Linked DNA regions of Mus musculus: region 1 is linked to region 2. Evidence: chromatin contacts called from public HiChIP or PLAC-seq data. All regions are on one chromosome and are shown on one strand. The core of a region is the stretch at or near the end of the contact, and the rest is flanking DNA. Distances in the headings are between cores, read along the strand shown. Region 1 overlaps Gm13067 (a long non-coding RNA gene). Region 2 overlaps Slc25a33 (solute carrier family 25, member 33).

Region 1 (2,779 bases), core at 269-2,768, 290 kb after region 2:
AATTAGAAGAGAACTATTTCCCTTCTGTGTCCCTTTGGTGCATTTAAATGAGCACTTGGAGGGGGAGGGGGTGGGATACAGCTTGATTGACAAGGTTCCACCCCCAGCACTGAGTAAACCTGCACAGTGGCCCTCAGGAAGTCGGGAGGATCAGAAGTTTAAGGTCAACCTCAGTTACACGGTGAGCCCATGGGCAGCCTGGACCACGTGAGATCATGTCTCAAAAAGAAAAGGAAGGCTAAGCGTGGTGGGTGGCATAGGCCTTTAGTCCCGGCTCTTGGGAGGCAGAGGCAGGAGGATCTCATTGAGTTCAGACCCAGCCTGTTCTACATTTCCAGGTGCAGGACAGTCAGAACGAAAGAGAGAAGCCCTGTCTCAAACAAAACAAAACAATGTAACAAAATGTAACAAAGTGGAAAGGAAAGGGAAACCTGAGACCAGCAAGACGATTCAGGGACAAAACTGACTTCTGCAAGTCCTCTGATGTCCACACGTGGGCTTTATAAATGAGCATGTATGTGGGTGACTATGCTGCCCTGGCCGTCACTGGCTGACTATGCTGCCCTGGCCATCACTCTCTCCTCAATGCAGAGACCCTGGAGGGAGGGAGGATCTGTGTCCAGGGTTACCCCTGTGGCAAGGTGTGCTGCCCTTCAGGGAAGACGAGACATTGTGGAACAAAAGGCTGAGTGAGGTTTTCCATTGCTCACATTACAAATGAGAAAACTGAGGTTCAGGGAAGTTGAAGCTTTCAAAGGTCACCACGAAGCAGCTCAGTGGGTAGAAGGAGAGAAGTGACTCCCGAAAGCTGTCCTCTGATTGCCACACACTTCCAACCTGTCCTCTGACAGACAGACAGATACACACACACACTCACCCCACATAAAGTAATTAATCAGTTAATTAATTAATTATTTGTAAAAGGAGAGGAAGAGAGAAAGGAAGAAAACTAGGCTTGCCAGTACATGTCTGTCTTGTAAGCCCAGCTCTTGGGAGGCAGAGGCAGGAGGATCAGGAGTTCAAGGCCATCCTGAGCTGCACAGTGAATCTGAAGCCACCTGACATTTGAAACTATGTTTCAGGCTGGGCGTGGTGGCACATGCCTTTAATCCCAGCATTTGGGAGGCAGAGGCAGAGGCAGTGGAATTTCTGAGTTCAAGGCCAGCCTGGTCTACAGAGTGAGTTCCAGGACAGCCAGGACTACACAGAGAAACCCTGTCTCAAAAGAGAGAGAGAGAGAGAGAGAGAGAGAGAGAGAGAGAGAGAGAGAAGAAAAAAAGAAGGAAGGAAAGAAAGAAAACAGAAAGAAAGAAAAGAAAAAAAACCCATGTCTCAAAAAAATATTTTTTCTTCTGTTTTTAAGAAAAAAAGAAAGCAGGCTTAGAGTGAGTTAGGGGAAAGTTCATTTGACTCTTGGGAAGACAAGGCCTCATAGGAAGGACTTTCATAGAGGAATGATGTGGGCTGCCCTCCTGTATGAATCACTCCTGACTCTGTGTTGATCATGGACTCTGGTGAGCAAGGGTCGAGTGACACCAGGTAGGACACCAGGCAGTCACACAGTCAAGAGCAGTGGAGTGACTGGGAGATTAGAAACAACGCATGTGTCAGGAAGGTAGAGGAGTCCTGAGGCGGAGTGCTTTGGGTGGGGGCAGCAGGCTCGGCTGCTGGATGGGATAGCCTATGGTACGTGAGTATCTGGAGCCCTGGCAGGAGGAAGTTGCTGTCTTCAGAGCTGGGGTGGCCCCAGAGAAGTACCATGAATAAGTGGGGTACAGCTGGGACCTTAGCTTTGTGTGTGATGTTCCTCTACGCATCCTGGGACTTTGCACTGATAATTGAGTTGGAGGATAGGGCGTGACTTCAGGTGTTAATGTTACTGGGAGTCCTGAGTAGACAGGAATGTTAGGGAAGAGAATAATAGTGTAAGGGCCAAGCCCTGGTATCCTCCAGCTAGAAGAGAGAGGCAAGCAGAGGAGGAGCCCGCAGAAGAGACCCGTGAATGACAGGAGGCACTGCTGAGGGCCCTGAGGGTGATAACTGCAAAGACCAGGAGTCAGAGCTCCAAAGACCAGGAATCAATGTGCCGTCAGCCCTCCACATCAGAGGCTCCGAACCAATGGCTGGATGGATTGATAGGGGGATCCCTCAAGACATGGGCAAGATATAAATAGGATTTGTTGTTTGGGTTTTTTTTTTCTTCCTTCCTTTTTCCATTCTTTGCGTGTGTGTGTGTTCGTCTGTCTGCCTCTCTCTCTGTATGTGTGTATGTATACACATTTACATATGTGCAGGCACAAGTATGTGGGGTGTCCATGAGCGTAGGTGTGTGTATGTGCATGTGAGACCCCGAGGCTGGCATTGGGATTCACCCTCAAGGGCTTTTCCACCTTCGTCAATGAGGCAGGGCCTCTCAATCAAACCCAGAGCTCACCAGTGCAGCCAGTCTAGCTACCCAGATTACTCGGGAGGTCTCTTGTCTCTGCCTTCCAAGGCTGAACTTCAGGTGGGCCAACAAGTCCATGCAGCCTTTAGGTGGATTCTTGGGATCTGAACTCTGGACCCCATATTTAGGTAGCAGGTGCTTAATCACCAAGTTGTATCACAGCCTATGGGCTGTGGTGGTGCTGTTTTGTTTTGTTTTGTTTTGTTTTTTGAGACAGGGTCTTCTTATTTAGCCCAGGCTGGCCTGGAACTAAAGGTCCTTCTGTGTCAGAGTCTCATGTCCTGGGATTACAGGAACATTCCACCACACCAGGATTTGAAAGCAGCTTTAATG
Region 2 (2,700 bases), core at 52-2,551:
CACACACAGCATTTTTGGAAACTACAAAGAACTGTCTCAATGCTTGGGCCAGAACTTAAGAGTTACCCTGGAAGTAACTGACCCTTGTCATAGGATTCTAGCAAGCACTTCAGAAGGCAGATGGACTGTGGTGACAGGAAACCCTCATCATGGGCACAAGAGGACGATGAACCAGGCAGGTTCCTCCTTCACCCTCCACGTATACCTCAGCCTTTCCCTCTCCCTCAGAGGAAGCTGGAGGGAAGATGAGCCTGCTAGTGTTTCCAGGGTTCACATTGCTGGGCCACACAGCACAATACAAGCAGTTCCTTAAACAGCCTGGGAGAGCCCAAATTTCTACTGGAAATTAGCATTCCTTCAAGAAGTATGAGTGTGGGTGACAGCCCACAGAAATAGTAGCTGTGGTCTTACACAAATAGAAACATTTTCCTGCCACATTCATTAGAACGTTAAAAGGCATTATTTAGTATACTTGGTGTTCTTTGGAAATTCACAGGTGTTGCTGGCCTGCTGAGAAATCTGATTTACATATAAAAGAATCATTATTACTGTATCACAAGTTCTTAAAATTTGATGAATTCATTTCAATTGGTTTCTATTTCCTTAAAACCTGGCTCTAGACAAGGGTAATAGGCCTAGGCCTGGGGAGGCTTGAGACAGCAAGACTGTAAATTTGAAGCAGCCTGAACTACACAGCAAGACCCTGTCTCAACAAAAAACAAAGTCCAAACATTTTGTAGGTTCCACCAGAATACTCAAGGAACACAAGAACTCCAGGTTAGATTCAGGACAGACACCAGAGACATCGGGGACTAGGTCCAAAGTGCCCTCGCTGGTGTCCTGGCTGGACAGCCAGGCCTCTGCGGAGTTTACAGCATCCCTCCTGACAGTGGGGCTCCACAAAGAGCCCCAGAGAGGAACACCCAGGAAGGAAGCTGGGACCATGGAGAGGCCCTTCTGTCCATCTTCCCTTGCTCTCTGGGGCTCCTCCCCCACAATGCTGTCAGGATAGATCTCAAATGACATTTCTGCATATGCATACAGGGCTCCTATTTCCCGTCCACAGCACAGCAGGACGACTCCGGGTACTGAAGGGACTGTTCACTTACTTGCGTTCTAGCTGCATCCTCGTTTTAACCATCCAAATAGGATTCATTAAGGTATTTGTGACAAAAGCTGGAGGGAAAAAACAGTCATCACTGATATAGCCAGTGTTTGCGAATGCAATCCCCATGCAGTGGCCCGCACGGCTGGGCGCAGAAGCAGTGGGTTAATTGCTCTCTGTCCGCGCCACAGCTGCCGCCGCCAAGCACAGTCCTTCTGGCCTCTAGGTGGTGCTATCACTTCGGTTCATTTCAATCCTAGGGCAAAAACTATCTGAAATTCCAACTTAGAAGCTGCAGATCCAGAGATAATTTGTTTTTAAACATGCTCATCAGTACTTATAGCTAACCCTGAATAAGGATGTTAAATCTTCCGTTACCTGAATTCAAACTTGGAAATTTAAGGACAAAAACATTAAAAGCCCATTGGCCCACAGGAATCATTTTGGTATGCCTTCAGCAGCATTTTAACACATTGGATCAGTCCCAAACCTCAATGCTCAGCCCTCCTCTAACAGCTAGTGTCCTCTACATATTAAATGAGGGCACTGGAGGGCACTGGCTTGAAAAGCTCCTTCAAGGTGTGCTTCCTTTACCCAGGGTGCCTCTGGGTTAATTTTACAAGCATTACAAAGCCGATTAACAGGGTCTGGATTACGGCTAATTCACCATGGCTCAATCTGATTTGGAATGGTACACTGTCCTTCTCGGGGCTCAGTATTAAGGGGAATCACTGTTCTTGTGTTAAGAAGTTTGCTTAATATTGCTTTTCTCTGACTAAAGATCATAACCTGGGTTAGTAATTTTATTGAGAGTAACAAAGGAAATTGGTGTGGACACGTTGCAGGCTGTTAACAGAAGGAAGAAATTCTAAAATGCTAATCTAAATTCTCTAAAAATTCTGTTAGATTCAAATGGACAGAAGCCTCTATGAAGAAGGGCAGAGGCTTCTCCTAGCAATTTAGGAGCCAGTGCTTTCTCACAAACACTCCCTGGGGCAAGCCCTGCCCTGAGCTCTGCAGTGCGGACTTCCTCAGAAGAAAACAGACCATCTGGAGGCATAAGGCCTTAGGTACAGCCTCAAGTACCACACAACACATAAAACCCTGATTCTTGCTGTGCAAGTGAGCTGTGCAGGGCAGATGCACCCCAGATACCTTGGGGAATCAGAAAGAAAGCAGCTCTCACTCCACATTACAACTCAATAGGGAAATCAGGAAGATGAAGAACAGAAAAGTAAAATTTGTTTATAAACTGCTAATAGTCATGTTCTACAAACTCCAATACAAAGCTTTAAAAATGGTTTTAGGGTCAAAAGAGGCAGGGAGTTAACATCTAATTCCTGGAAAGAAAAAAAAAAAAAAGAAAGCAAAACGAAACAACACTTGCTAGGGAACATACCTGCAGAGCCAGCTGAGAGAATGTGCACAGTATTGCTATTAGGCACGAAGATGCCATTGAATTGCTCTTTGGCTTTGGAATAACATGCAAAGTACACAGCCCTGGTAGGACAAAAAGAGAAAACCATTAAAGCATTACTGCACTTTAAAGTACACAGGTCCCTCTGCACCATCTATCCCAAAGAGGAGACCACAGA

What was found. HiChIP or PLAC-seq counts read pairs in DNA pulled down with a chosen protein or histone mark.
Region 1: a contact with region 2 is called in an H3K27ac HiChIP or PLAC-seq map of embryonic stem cells, with 7 read pairs. The contact joins two enhancer-like sites. A contact is called at or near these places in 8 of 39 promoter capture datasets (the 3T3-L1 cell line, the C10 cell line, cranial neural crest and 4 more), 4 of 484 Hi-C or Micro-C datasets (bone marrow-derived macrophages, embryonic stem cells, myocytes and 1 more), 7 of 115 datasets of contacts at active chromatin or transcription factors (bone marrow-derived macrophages, embryonic hindbrain, embryonic stem cells and 3 more) and 1 of 9 other capture datasets (embryonic stem cells).

The regions. Positions count from the first base shown.
Region 1 is chr4:150,039,998-150,042,776 of GRCm38.p6, forward strand. All of the region lies in intron 5 of Gm13067 (a long non-coding RNA gene), which reads left to right. Among named protein-coding and RNA genes, the nearest start is that of Gm13067, 12 kb to the left of the region's middle. Within about 2 kb of position 1,519, at least 19 of the 459 cell types and tissues checked have an H3K27ac peak or open chromatin away from gene starts, as enhancers often do. A contact at or near this core is called in embryonic stem cells, where this site is marked.
Region 2 is chr4:149,751,295-149,753,994 of GRCm38.p6, forward strand. It overlaps Slc25a33 (solute carrier family 25, member 33), which reads right to left. Exons shown (of 7, transcript NM_027460.2): 4 at 2,505-2,605; 5 at 1,110-1,176. Among named protein-coding and RNA genes, the nearest start is that of Tmem201, 15 kb to the left of the region's middle. Within about 2 kb of position 1,302, at least 16 of the 459 cell types and tissues checked have an H3K27ac peak or open chromatin away from gene starts, as enhancers often do. A contact at or near this core is called in embryonic stem cells, where this site is marked.